Regions from separate parts of the Xenopus tropicalis genome. Here region 1 is linked to region 2. A link is a contact called in public Hi-C data. All regions are on one chromosome and are shown on one strand. Each heading gives the region's core, a stretch centred on a gene start, on an enhancer-like site or on the middle of the called end of the contact. The rest is flanking DNA. Distances are from core to core; before and after follow the strand shown.

Region 1 (3,100 bases), core at 501-3,000, 80 kb before region 2:
CAATGTGCAGGTGGTGGAGGGACAAGGGATCGGACTAGGGATAGCCAATAAAAGAGATAGCATCACCCCACTGTTGTGCCCTAGGCATGTGCCTTTTTTGCCTAACCTTAGTTTCAGCCTTTTTCTAGAGCAAGGACTTTCAAATCTGTTCCAGTCAACATTACTTTATAGTAACCAAAATATTATTGTAAATAACTATAACTTCACACCGAAAGTGTTTTATTTTGCTGAATTTACACATTACTATATGCTTGACCGTTGCCTGCCTTAAAGGAAGCAGCTCTTCTCTCCTTATGTCTAATGCAGTTTGTAATGCAGATTATGGTTACATACTGAAATGGCACAGCCATGTCATTGTTTAGAAAATGCTTCATATTCATGTTTGGAATAAAAAGGGACAAATCCACTTATATAAAACAAACAGCACACATAGGCTGGATTCTGATTGGCATATAAAATGAAGCCAATAGTACAGAGAAGCTGGGGCTGCATGTGTAGATACAGTAGAGGGAGCTACAATTTGGTAATGTACCTAAATTCATAACATTATAGATCTAGTCTATGCAAAAGCTTTGTTCTAAATGTACCTCAATATTTCTCCATTGGCTGATTTTAACTCCTCCAATAAAAAGCAAGGGCAGCAGACATATCACCTAGGGACCTGTCTGTTATACAGATGGACTCCACTACTGCAACAAAGAAAGGACACATTGTCAGAAAAAAGATCATTCGGCTGCGGCTCTTCTCCTTTTCATCATGTTGCCCCTGTGGTGTTCCTATATTTTAAGGTTATGTATTACTTTTCATGTTTATTGAGTGCCAGGGAGAATCTTTTTATAGTGGTTATCTATCATCTATCTTTTTATATCCACAATATGATGAAGTTGGTGAAATATTACCACTTAGTAGGGTAGAATCAGGCTTTACTTACTTTTATAAAAAGGGCCTGTACATAAACCAAACCTTCTATTAAAATGTATTTAAATATAATCCCAGTTTGTCACCAAAGCTCAAACTAAAATGCTTGCGGGGCCAGTGTTTGGGCTTCACATTCACAGCCCTGGACTTTCTATGACTTTCTATGACATTGTTATTTAAACTTTCACAACAGTCATTTAAAACATGTTTTCAAATCCAGGTTGCCTTTGTACCAAGCCCACATTTTTGTAACAATAAGAAGAAACACGTGCTTGCAAAAACACAACATCTTTGACATATAAAGAAGATATGCAATTGCTTCTTTTATATAGAGTCCCATCTCAAATCTCATTCAGATCTGTACATAAAATATTTTAGCAACAGCAGTCCCTGCCTCATAGAGTTTATGATTTAAATTTTGGTACACCTTATAGATAAGTGCTCTGCAGGTATTCTTTATACTTCATGTTTGGAGATGAGGTTATTATAAAATTATCATGTCTTTCAATGTGGTCAGAGCTTTTGCGCAGTCTTAGTGCTATTAAAATATGTTGTAGGGTTACCCCTGGCTGACAGAACTCTGGCTGTACAGCTCTGTTATAGATAATGCTAAGTTTTGTTACGCCACTGCATGTTGTGTAGAGAAATTCCGTAAGGAGTTTCAGGAGTTTGTTGATATAATTATTATGAAGAGGGACCTGTTTGTTAGATATCAAAGGTTGTTAAAGCTTGAAGGTCTGAGCGCAGCCTTGCAAGGTTTTACTTTCCATGTAACAGACAGATCTGAGTAACACCGGGCAGTGCTTGATGTTGTGTGCTAAAGGAATTCCTTACAGAGCAGTGTATGTGAAGTGCTTGCCACTCAGGCAAATAGGAACAGGATGCTGGATTGCTCTTTCTCCTCTCTTGGGACTGGAAAACTACTTATATACTTAAAACTGTGTGCTGCCCTTCTCCAAAGCTATTGCTGGCTTGAATGCTTTGAGATTTATATTGACTGGTAGCTAGATGATGTTTGATTTGTACCGTTTATATTGTTTGGTGTTATTCTGTAAATGAGTGCTTAATGTGTACAAAGGTAGTGTATAGTGGAAATTAATTGTAATTAAATTGACATCTCATAGAGTAAACTGTCAGATATTTAATTCAAAGCTTTATACATTGTTTATCTAATATAATGATTTACCAAAGGCTGAATGTGCCCACCCACACTTTTTCTATCCTAATAAAATTAGTTTTTACAGAAACTGGTAGAACTGTTTACCTCAGCTACTGTCAACTACAGTTTAAGTCAGTAATGCAACTTTGGCCTAGTTTCACACTTCTTTTGGCATAACATATAACATTTATTCATTTTTTATAAAATGTTGTTATTAAAGTTATTTTATTTAAATAACTGTACTCCATAGGCCATATTGGATGGGAATATGTAACACATATTTCCACATGATCTCAGCAGCAAATCAAAATCTCTTTTTTCTATATTAGTGTTTGTTTAAATCTTAACAAAGAAGTATTGCAGAAATGCTATGCATTATGTATTGGGCTTCTGTACCATTCTTCATTTCTGCTGATGCACTGCACATGCTCTGTGCTGCTGTCACTCACCTGAGCATAGGGACCGACTCATAATATACTTTACATATAGTATATCAATGTCACAATACAAAGTTGATTAGTAATTAATTAAGATGCTTGTTATATGGCACCTATGAACCAGCACAATTAGCATGGTAATTTAATAATCATCTCTCTAGAATCAGCTTATATGACAGGAAATCCTTTATTTTTTATTACCTTTTAAGGCCTAGCCTAGATCATTACTGTTAAAAGCATGCTGAACCTTTGGGCAGGTGCAGTATATGAAATATACTATTTTATGCTTAGGGAGAAGGAAAGTAATTTTGGCATTTTACTGCCAATAGATTAGCCACATTAGTGCCACCTAGAACGCTATATTTATTCTGCCGAAAGCCCTACAAGCTCCATCCGTTTGTTTAAGATAGCAGCAGACAATTTAGCTTGGTCTCCGTAGTTTCTTGCTACAGCTCTATCCGTTGGTAGCTCACACATTCTGATGGGAGGGGGAGTGAGCTCTTATGAATTCTTATGGGAGTGGGGAGCAGGAGAAGGAAGAGAGGAGAGAACTGCACAGACTGCACAGACTCTGGCCCCGGGAATG
Region 2 (3,462 bases), core at 416-2,915:
CCTGTTGTTTGTAGCTTTATAAATGAACTGTTTTGCCCCTGACCCTTTTATTTCTTTAGGGAAGGTAGTGTATGGAAAAGCTATTAGCGTAATGATAAAACCTAATGGAAGGCAGTGGGTCAAAGTGTGTGATAAGAAAACACCTACTGATACTGTATTTAAACACCCAGTGTGCCACCTAGTATGCCTATCCCATTGTTTGTGTAAACAGGGTGGTATGTAGAACGTGTTAAGTTATATGTTAGCTGCAGGTTAGCAATACTAATATAATAGATGAATTGCTTATAAATATGCATTAAATTGCATATAAATATTAGATTTTAGAATTACATCATTTTATAGGTCACCACCCTCAAAGGTGACAGCCAAAATCCTTTGTGTAAATTAGTTTTGGTAAATATAATTCACATCTTGGAAACAATTGCCCAAAATGGGCATCCGTGATATAATATGCATAGCCAACAATACTATTACAATAATAATATAATAAATATAGTGTTGGAAATTAGTCACCTGTCACTGTAAATTTAATCTGTCCCTGGCACCTGGTAATTCTGGTTAAATACTTGCTTGCCCTTTTTGGCGGTACTCAGTTTGGCACTGTCTAACCTTAGACTGGGACAAAAGGGGTATGGGATCTGTAACAGAAAAATAATGGATCCCAAAGAATGTTGTCTCCAGAGGTACAGGTATTAAATAAACACTATATTACTGCAAAAGTTTAAAATACACATGTAGAGAAAATCTGAACGACACATGTAAAAACAGCTATATAGGTGAGGTGAGTTCCAGGGCACTCAGGGAATCAAAAGATTCCCCTATAGAAATCCATGACAATAATTGAGTATTCTTAAACATATTGGTACATTGAACTTAACCTAATCCACCAAATCGTGTTTAGAATATAAAGCAATAGCCATACTATTTAGTATCTCAAGGCAATTTACCACACAGTACAATTTAAGCGGGTCTCACAATCCAAAAGGCATAGCTGAATCACACCCTGTTGTGCATTTCACCAACATAACTTTCTTAAAAGCTTAATATGAATTCTTTTAAGGCTTAATTGGGCTCTCAGCAATTTGGAGCACCAAGCCTTGAGGCTAATTAAACACTTTTAAACATCAATAAAGACCACTGAAACTCCCTCTATTTTGCATGTCTTTTTATATGCATAAGCTGGAGAGTGGAGGAGCACTAGATACTTGGGAACCTGCATTAAATACTTGCTATAAGCATGCATTACATACTGGTTCCCTAGAGACTTGCATTTGACAATGTTTCATCTTGCACCTTGACCTTCTTGCACCTTCCAATCTTACAGGCACAAGTGCACTCGCCTGCAGTTGCTCATTTACAATAGGTAAATATGACTCTTAAATTCCCAAAGCAATATATAAAAAAGCCCTGAAATGAGCCTTATTTTTTAGTATTTATTGCTAACAAATTTCTGGCTACTCAAGATAGCCTGGAAATGCTGATGCACCAATGGCAAGTTTTAAATACAAGGTGGGGGAAGGGTAAAATTTGGCTAAAAAAAAAAAGGCTAACAATAAGCTGATTTTTCCAGCTTTGAAACATATACTATTATGCTGATCTCTGAGGAGGGAGAGACTCTATAAACATATATTGTTGGCAGCCTGTGCTGAAACAAAGAGAGTCATAAACAGGGATTTTTTGGGGGGAATAAATGATAGTAGGCTGCATTTACTCCTGGATCTCACCTTCATCTGGAATATGCATTTTTCATTATCCAGGAGTGAGCTGTAATAGACAGAGTTTGTTATGTGTTTTTCAATAACCAGGAAGAAATATGCAGTCAGATGCAATACTCTGATGTAGGCATACCTATTGTCATGCTATTAGAATAAATCATGAGTGGCATTCATACAAGGTTTCATGTGTCACTCATTTCTTTTTCTGTGCTGTCAGCAATACAAGGACCTTAAATCCATCAGGCATATGTAAAATGTATGTCTTTTTCACAGAAACAGTGAAATTCATTGAATAATTAAACAGAATGCTGAGTCTGTGGTGACTTACATTCATTTGTCTGGCTTTCTGGAAATTAAGATGCACTACAGGAAAAATTGGGACAGACAGGGATTAATAGTAATGGTAAAATATTATTGGGGTTGTATAATGGCTATTGGTTATTATTTTTATTTTGCTTAAAGCATGTCCCTTATACTATAAATGCAGCCAATAAATACTTTTGTAGGTGTTCACTGGTTGATTTGCTTTTTTGCAGTTAATGATGTGGTTTCTGTAGCATTTGCTTTCATGTGGCTTGTCATTGGGATCAAGGATTTTTTTCCTCATTGGAAATCTGTTGCTCTTAGGGTCAATAGAACTAAAAAGAGACTCATCAGTTATGACTCTGATTTAGCTTTGTGAACTTGCTGAACAGTGACTGTCTGGCTTGCCTGCTGTTATATCTACTATATATATATATATATATATGTATATATATATATATTGATAAAGGCCTTAGATGAGGGCCGAAACGTCGACCTGTTCTACCATGTATTCATTTTACTTAACTAATAAAAGTTACTTTTTAAATTATTCCCGGTGTGCACCAATATATAACAAATTAAATTTGGACTTTGTCTTGGACTTGGACTTCACGTCAAGTCTGCAACAATGGAAAATTATATTGCATTTCTTGCAAATAGTACTAAGCACAGATAAAATCAGACCGGCAGCCTTAATAATCAAACTAATAAGATTTCTTCTATTGTTTCTAAAATGTGTAAAAAGGGTAAAGATTGCGCATTGCTTTTAGAATTTATTTTTACAAAAAATGTGGTGTTAGCACCACACTTTGGACAATATATGTAAGCTTACATGCCACACTAAATTTTTTTAAGTAAAAAAGCTATTCTACCCTGCACCAATAACTGCCCTATCCTGCAAACCACTTAGTATTTTAAATGCTTTAATAGAAAATACCTGGTAAAACTTGGCTTCCTGTCAATTGGACTACGGCAATAAGGCGAAGGAAGGAGCTGCATCCACTGTGCGACAATCGATTGATCGAGCCTTCGCCGTATCGCTGTAGTAATTGACAGGAAGCCAAGTTTTAGCAGGTATTTTCTATTAAAGCATTTAAAATACTAAGTGGTTTGCTGGATAGGACAGTTATTGGTGCAGGGTAGAATAGCTTTTTTACTTAAAAAAATTTAGTGTTACTTTTCCTTTAACATTCTAAAGGGGCGTATTTATTAACATTGGAGACAAACATCACTGGTGATGTTGCCTATAGCAAGCAATTAGCAATTAGAGTTGAACGGTCACCTACAAGTTACAAAACATAAACAAAGATCTGATTAGTTGCTATGGGCAACATAACCAGTGATGTTTGTCTCCAATGTTAAATAAATACACCCCTAAGGGCTCTGGCACACAGGGAGATTAGTCGCCCGCGACAAATCTCCCTGTTCGCGGGTGACTAATCTC

Evidence for each region. Hi-C and Micro-C count contacts between places; a contact is called where the count stands out from the background.
Region 1: a Hi-C map of brain shows a contact between it and region 2, with 2.6 times the contacts expected there. The contact joins two enhancer-like sites. A contact is called at or near these places in 2 of 5 Hi-C or Micro-C datasets (brain and gastrula embryo).

Annotation. Positions count from the first base shown.
Region 1 is chr1:78,256,186-78,259,285 of UCB_Xtro_10.0, reverse strand. The region is part of intron 1 of ccser1 (serine-rich coiled-coil domain-containing protein 1); the gene reads left to right. Among named protein-coding and RNA genes, the nearest start is that of ccser1, 4.5 kb to the left of the region's middle. Within about 2 kb of position 1,750, at least 3 of the 11 cell types and tissues checked have an H3K27ac peak or open chromatin away from gene starts, as enhancers often do.
Region 2 is chr1:78,175,309-78,178,770 of UCB_Xtro_10.0, reverse strand. All of the region lies in intron 1 of ccser1 (serine-rich coiled-coil domain-containing protein 1), which reads left to right. Among named protein-coding and RNA genes, the nearest start is that of ccser1, 85 kb to the left of the region's middle. Within about 2 kb of position 1,665, at least 1 of the 11 cell types and tissues checked has an H3K27ac peak or open chromatin away from gene starts, as enhancers often do.